2 separate regions of the Mus musculus genome follow, and region 2 is linked to region 1. The links are chromatin contacts, called in public HiChIP or PLAC-seq maps. All regions are on one chromosome and are shown on one strand. Each heading gives the region's core, a stretch centred on a gene start, on an enhancer-like site or on the middle of the called end of the contact. The rest is flanking DNA. Distances are from core to core; before and after follow the strand shown.

Evidence for each region. HiChIP or PLAC-seq counts read pairs in DNA pulled down with a chosen protein or histone mark.
Region 2: an HNF4G HiChIP or PLAC-seq map of pancreatic cancer cells shows a contact between it and region 1. The contact joins the promoter of Homer2 here to the promoter of Sema4b in region 1. A contact is called at or near these places in 1 of 39 promoter capture datasets (liver) and 1 of 115 datasets of contacts at active chromatin or transcription factors (pancreatic cancer cells).

The regions. Positions count from the first base shown.
Region 1 is chr7:80,196,853-80,200,505 of GRCm38.p6, forward strand. Sema4b (sema domain, immunoglobulin domain (Ig), transmembrane domain (TM) and short cytoplasmic domain, (semaphorin) 4B) reads left to right here and starts at 1,736. Exons shown (of 14, transcript NM_001360135.2): 1 at 1,736-1,918. The coding sequence starts at 1,801.
Region 2 is chr7:81,705,356-81,709,008 of GRCm38.p6, forward strand. Homer2 (homer scaffolding protein 2) reads right to left here and starts at 1,570. Exons shown (of 9, transcript NM_001164086.1): 1 at 1,404-1,570. The coding sequence starts at 1,408. It overlaps Gm32579 (a long non-coding RNA gene), which reads right to left. Exons shown (of 2, transcript XR_391652.2): 2 at 2,797-3,368.

The sequences.
Region 1 (3,653 bases), core at 486-2,985:
TCAGACACTCCAGAAGAGGGAGTCAGATCTCGTTATGGATGGTTGTGAGCCACCATGTGGTTGCTGGGATTTGAACTCAGGACCTTCAGAAGAGCAGTCGGGTGCTCTTACCCACTGAGCCATCTCACCAGCCCTCCCAGCATCTTCATAACTGGAGTCAGGAACTCCAGTTCCAGGGAGTCTCAAACCCTCACACTGACAGATACATGTAAAAAAAAATTTTTTTTTTTAGACAGGATATCTCTGTGTAGCCTTGCTGTCCTGGAACTGGCTCTGTAAAACTCAAGAGATCTTCCTGCTTCTGACTCCCAGGTTGATGGGATTAAAGGCCTGGGCTACAGGCCTGACCTTGAAACAGTATTTAAAGTGCTATTTATTTCATGTGCATTGGTGTTTTGCCTGCATATATATTTTATGTTACACACACAAACACACAGGTCAGAGGTCACAGCTTGTGGAGTAGACTCTGTCTACTGTGTTTGAGAAGAGATTAACAGGAGGAAAGGAAGCAGCAGTTAGAGCAGAAACAGTACATTTCAGATGATGGGTTAACCAGTGCAATTGGACATGTGGCATATGAGAAAAGACACGAGACTGTAGAAGGATGTCAGGGTGGTGACAGTACAGGAGTTGTGGAGCATGGGGAAGTCTGGATGTAAGAAAGAAGACCTGAGACCATCCAAGAGCTTGTCTGCTCTGACTGCCACCTGCCTGTGGGGGTGGGGAGGAGAGTAGAAAGATGTGGCTCTGGAACTGCCCACATGGGCACACATGGGCAGCAGCGAGTGCAGTGTAGCTTCGACAACTGCAGAAAAGTCTGGGGGAAGTGGTTTCATTGCCACAAGAACAATGAACACATATTTTTAAGTTTTTAATTTTATCCATTCACCTAGGAAAAGCTGAAACGGGTTTCCAAAACCTTGATGTCTTTGTTGATCTCCCCCTCTTTATTTCCCTCTATTCCTTTGCTGTGGCTCCACCAAATTGACTTCAGATTGGGGTACCTGCGGGTGGATACCTCTGGCGTCTCATTCCAGCCTTAGGGAATCCTTTCCTATGCTCAGCCACGTGCTGGTTGTGGGGGGGAAGGTCTAGCCTCTTTGGCAGTGCAGTCCGTGAAATCCTAATTATCCCACTTGAACTGATTCTGCGCCGGCCCCGGGCTTCGCGTGGACAGAATTCTAAGCATGGACAACCGAGCAGAGTATCTAGATTCTAGACCATGCATAGACCTCTCGCGGAAGTAAGACTGGAAAGCTACCAGTCTCCGTCTCAGAGTCTGCACAGCTCCCAGAGCGGGGGTGGGGGTAGGTAGGGGGCATGTGGGGCAGGGTTCCCGGGAGCCGGAAGGAGGGCGGGTCCGTGCGGCTTTGCGAGCTCCTCGGTCTCCGGGCTTCAGGTCCCCAGGCTCTGCTCCGCTCCCCCTCCCCCCCAGTGCCCCAAGTCGGGTGACTCGATCCAGCGCCCCTCGTACTTCAGCGCCCAGGAAGGAGGAAGGGGAAAGAGCTGGGCAAGGACCAGCTAGGAGGCCCGCCTACCCGTCGACTTCCTGCTCCGCGCCCTCCTCCCTGCGGCGAGAGCGCGGGGCTTTCACCCGCAGCACTGGGCAGAGGGAGCCTACGGTGCGGCGGCCCACGTGACCACCTTCCCTGCCGCCCACCCCCAGGTCCAGAGGCGGAGGCCGAGGGAAGGACTCCGGGCCGAACCGCGGGGCGGGGCTCCAGCCTGCGATTCCACTTGAGCAACCTGAGCCGGAGGAGGACGCCGCTGCCTGCTGCGGTCCGAGCTCCACGCGCCGCGATGGGCCGGGCGAGCCGCTCCGCTGTCCTGCGGCGCGCGCTGCTGCTGCTGCTGCTACTGCTGCTGCTGCGGACGACGACTACGCGGGCGCTCGGCCCCCGGATCAGTGTGCCGCTGGGTAAGTGCTATGGGGCGCGGCAGAAGGAGGGGAGCGCGGGCAACGAGATGCTTGGTGGGGTGGCCACGACAAAGGAGAGGTTGAGGTCCACTAGGACCAGGAAAGCAGTTGTGGTCAAAGCGAAAGAGGAGGGAAAGCTAGGGAGCTGAGAGCCCTTTTCTTCCATTTTCTATCTGGACTTGGAGAGGGCCGCTTTCTTGCTCGGTTGCAGCTGCTCTTGCTCGGAGGGAGCACACTCGGCACTAGGGGCCTCAGGTGCCAGCCATCCTGCCTACTCATTTACTTGTCTTTGATGCTGACCAGAGTCAGCCTTGGAGCCACCAACGGCACGGGGCTGAGGGCACTGCTGCTGGCCGTGCTATAAACTCTGGGCTTATGATATTCTCAGTCAGCCACAGCAGAGCCTGGAGTTTGGCGGGTGGGTGCCAGGTCTTTCCTCCCTGCCGGCCCATCTCTGACTGATCGACCTGGAGAATTCACCCCCTACTCCAAACACAGGGACTTGGAAACTGACATTGCGAAGACCCATCTGTACCCTGTCTAGAGGGGCCTGAGGGTATCACCCTGGTGGGCCACATTCCTTTTTTGGTGGTTTACAGCTGCCCCTGGCTGCCTGTGTTTCCAATCCTCCACTCATTCTTTACTTCCCTTAGTCTGATCGCCCCTGAACCTTTTCCAGGGAACCTCAACGTTTGGAATTCTAGGGACTTAGCCCAGTAAGTACTTCCTACTGCCCGCACTCCAGCTTCCTCCCCTGCAAAGTCGCCTCAGGCTTAGATACCTTGCAAAGTCATCTTGGGAAATTCATAAAACTTGGTGCATTCGGAGGGCATCAGGCACATAGGTGCCAACAGACAATGTTTGGCCAAACCCCTCTAAATTGCAAACTGTCACTGTGAGTTAGTGCATAAATTAGAGGTTACAGACTAAAACTCTACCAGACTTCCTACTCCATATTTGCATCCCCACCCCTAAAAGCATCCCATTTGCAAAAGGATAGAATCAGCTCTTCAGTTAAGGCCCCTAACAGGATCTCAGTCCCTTATCCAAAACATTGTTGGTAGCTCAAGTTCAAATCCTGTCTCAGCCACTTAGTTCCCACATGACCTTAAGTAAACAACTTCTCTGTGCCTTGATTTCTTCATCTGTAAAATGGGATATTAGCGCCTTGCTCAAGGCGCAGCTCATTACCAGTTGCAAAGTCCTTAGGATAGGGCTTGGTACAGAAACCTCTCAGCGGGTGTTTGCTGTCATTCTTGTTATGTTAAACTCGGACCACTCCTGCATGGAACTGGGTGGTTCGCTGTGGGTGGGGATGGTTCTAGAGTTCACTGCTGCTCCTTGGGAGTTCTGTTCTTGAAGTGAGAAATGACTGAAATCGGAACCCAGGACTGATGCTCTGCCACTTTAAAACACTTACTTAGCTTGTGTGTGGGTGTAAGGGCACACGAAAACATGACGTACATGTGGAGGTCAGTGAGGTCAGAGGGCAGCTGGTGAAATCCTCCCTCAGCCGTGTGGATCTCAGGACCTAAGCTCAGGTCCTCAGGTTTGGTGTCAAAAATCCCTTTCCCTGATGCGCCACCTCCCCATGACCCCCTCACCTTGTTGACCCAGGGTGGAGGTATGAGCTAGGTATGGAACCTGTCCTGTGTTAGGTGTGTTAGGCTCTGAGCCATACATACCCCTTGCTGCTTCTGTCATCCTGTGTTTCCCTAGAGCTCTCAGCCCTCCC
Region 2 (3,653 bases), core at 320-2,819, 1.5 Mb after region 1:
CGAGGGGGAGGGGCAGAGGAAGAGTTAAAATCACCAGGTCCTTTTACCTTCCACGTGTGCCAACTCCTTCCCAAAGCTTTTGTTTTTTAACTATGAAACCTGAGCGTCTCAAAGATTCCTTCTGCTCAAAGATGAGTTCTTTCATATCTGCTGAGAGATGGCTGAAAATGTTACAAAAATCTGCCTTCTGGGTAGGATGACTGTCTATCTCTGGCCTCCCAGTCGTCCAACATAAGTCTCTTGGATAGGCATCAATATTCCTAAGCAAACTTCCGATGGGCCCTCTGTCCCCCTTGTTCCATCTTGGCGTCCACAGCCATCTGCTCTCCTACCCGGAGCTCTACCTTGCTTGCCTCTGCTCCCTCCAAAACTCTACCAGCTCCACGGAGAAAGCCACTCCTGAGGCTTGTCTGGAGCTAAGCACAGTAAAGCCACTGCCCCATAGGGGCTGGTGGGGCCACCAGGGCGATCATGACTCTTCCCATGGCACCCATCCCCAAAGGGAAGCTAGTTCTCTAGACCACCTACACAGCAGAGGCCTCTGGGCCCCATGAAAGGCTGTTTGAAGAACACTGGGCTCAGCAGCAGAAGACAGACCTCTGATGTCCTTAACCATCCTCATGGCCAGTCAGGCAGTGGCCTAGCTTCTGCCGGTGAGCAACCACACACTAAGTATTCCCCTTTTACAAATGTATCAGCTGTTCAAGCTGGGAGAAGTCTCCCAACTAAACCGGCCTCAGTTTCCTCTTGTGGAGAGCAAGCACACAAACCATATCTCGCATAGAGACTGAAACACCATGAGTGTGCGCTCACATCGGCGAGCAGATGTAAAGAGTTACTGTGTTATTAGCACAGTGGCTCCTGACTCACAGCGCCTACTGCTCGGAGAGACGCCGAAGAGAAATCAATCCTGCTTTTAAAATTACTTTATATACTCAGGAGCATTAGTCACTTCAACTGAGTGCTCCAACTTCCCTCCCAAGCATCTGGAGCCTCACCTAGGTGCCTAACAGATTGTCGCATCTCAACGCTGCCTACAAGTCCACTATTCCTACGCTGAAGGGTTATTATTGGGTGTGTTTCCTTTCCAGGAAAACTTCGATTTCTATGTCGCTGGCTGTAAATGCAGCCGTGAAGAAAGGCAAACTGCTTTTCACACTCACAAACCCAGGCCCTGGAGTTGCTCGCGCTAGGGGCAAGGAGACCGCGGAATGGCCGAGGCGCCGAGACCAGCCCGGGTGCGGGTCCCCGCCAGGTGTCTCCGCGCCCGGCTGGCTGAGACGGGAAGGGCCGTGGGCTCCAGGCGCAAAGTCCGCGCCCAGGCCGGGGGCGCCCCGAGCTCCCGCCGCAGCACGCGACCGGCGGCCCGTAGCCCCTCGCGGGCGCTCCGCGAGCTCACTCACCCCATCTCCGGCGCTGCTCGTGCGGCCGCTCCGACGGGGCCCCTGGCGTTCGCTCTCCGCCCGCTCGGCAGCTGCTCCCCGCGCGGCACATGCGGCGGCCCGAGTGCGCCCGGCTCAGCCCCGGCGCCGTTCCATTCCGCCGGCTGCGCGGCTGCTCTGCCGGTGTCGGGGCCGCCGCCAGGCGCGGGCGGGCGGGAGGGCGGGGGCTGGGCGGCCGGGGGCTGGGCGGCCGCGCTCGGGCGGAGCCGCCGGTCCCTCCCGCCCGCTCCTTACGTAACCTCGTGGCCCCCGGGCCGCCGCCGCCCGCCTGGAGCTGGGGGCGCGGCAGCGTGTGCAGCGTCCCCCGCGCTGCCGCGCAGTCGCCGCTTCTTCCAGCAGCCCCCTCCTCTCCTGTGTCGACCCCGCACCCGCGCGCCCTGCCAAGCTTGGCGCCGCGCCTCGGACGGGATGTCCCACCTGCTGGACTTGAAGTCGCAGCTGGCAGGGACTTTTTGGCCACCTTTAGTTTGCAGATGAGGGAACCGAAGCCCCCCAGGGAGGAGAAATGATGTGACCAAGGTCACAGTCTCAGATTAGATCTCACGTCTCCAGAGTCTGAGATGGGCAGGACCACGATTTGCTCCCCACCCCATTTAATGCCCACCTTCGTCTTCCTGCCCACCTGTCTGGCTGAGTGGCCTTAAAATCCTGGAGGGTAAGATGGCAAGGAGGATTCTGTAGCCCAAAGCAGGTTCCCTGAACTCTTCCCTGGGTAAAGACAGAAACGCACACCCTCAGCATAGCGAGTTGGCAAAATTTGAGAGGCTTCCTTAAGCTTGGCTATGATTCCCTACCAAAGGCCAGCACTGGAGCCAACCTAACCATCACCCCACACTGGGCCTTCCACGGGATTGTCTTCGGCTGAGCACACATTGCCCACACAAGCCTGGCATCTCTGGACAGACAGGGACTGGGAGGAGAAGGCAAGGACAAGCAACTGGAATAGGGCCACCACCGTGCCCCTGCCCTCATTTCCCTTCAGGCCACTGTGACTAGCTACCTAGCTCCTTCACCTCACAAGAGCACCCACCCCATTTCTAAACGGTGGTCAGTAATTTCTGAAATACAAGTTGATCTGAGGCTCCCCTCCCACTGTCCTTGGGATGAGCCTGGCCAGTCCACTACCACCTCCAGCCCTCTCACTTTGCCCTTGCTCGCCGCACTCCAGCCAGCTGGCCATTCTCTCAGCCTACCCACGTGCTCTTCTTTCTGTCTGGGAAGATTTTTTTCCCCTTCATTCCTACATGTGCTTCAGATCACTGTTACACTGTCGCGTCCCTTAGGGGCTTAACCGAAGGCCGTGGATGGCATTGTTCCGGTCCATTTTTCTTCCTTGCACTTACTGTTAGTAGTATCTCGTGTAAAATTATTGGTTTAATATTCCAGACACACCTGCAAACTCTTAGAAAGATGTGGCTTTTTGCCCATAATTGTAACCTCTACTACCTACAATGGGAATTCAAAGTCTTCCACCAATATTTGTTGAATGAATAAGTAAACAGACCAAGCCCTATCTATACAAAATTGGTCAGGATCTGTGCACACAGGTGACTCTGTTTAGAGCCAAGACTAATGAACAGTCAGCCCCAGAGGAAGTTCTTCTAACACAAGCTGAATTCCAAAGACCAGGGCTGTGCCAAGGTGCTGAAGGGAAGGGGTCACTGGTAAAGTCCCAGAAAGAAGCCAGAAGTAGGAGGATCAAAAGCAGGAGCCAGCAAATGTGTGTTAGGGGTATGGAAAACAAGACTCTGAGCAAAGGAGCCCAGTGGTGTTCAAGCCCTGGCTGGGAGGTCCATCTCTTTGCTCCTCAGATAGACAGGGTGCACCCACATCACCTTGGCAGGATGCAATGAGGCCAAGCAGGTGGGGTGGTGAATCGCAGCCAGTGCTCTGTGGTTAAATTGGCTGTCCTCTGTGTAGAAGGCTCTGAGGGAAGAGAGAGAGGAAGGGTGGATCAAACTCAAGGTCTGGGAAGGGATGTGCTTTCTTCACCTTCTCCAAGCTACTCTAGGAAGAGGGGTGTGGAGAAAGTGGACTCTGCTACTCTTCTCCTCTCCTTCAACCCAAGGCTTCCCGGGCAGTTCTCTCTGATGGCTCCCTACTCCGTCTCATTTTCTCGAGTCATCTTCACTGCACTCTCTCATCATCTTGGACTCTTCCCAAGAGATGGGCATTCACTTCCCAGTTAGAGGTCTTGCTGGCAAACACTTA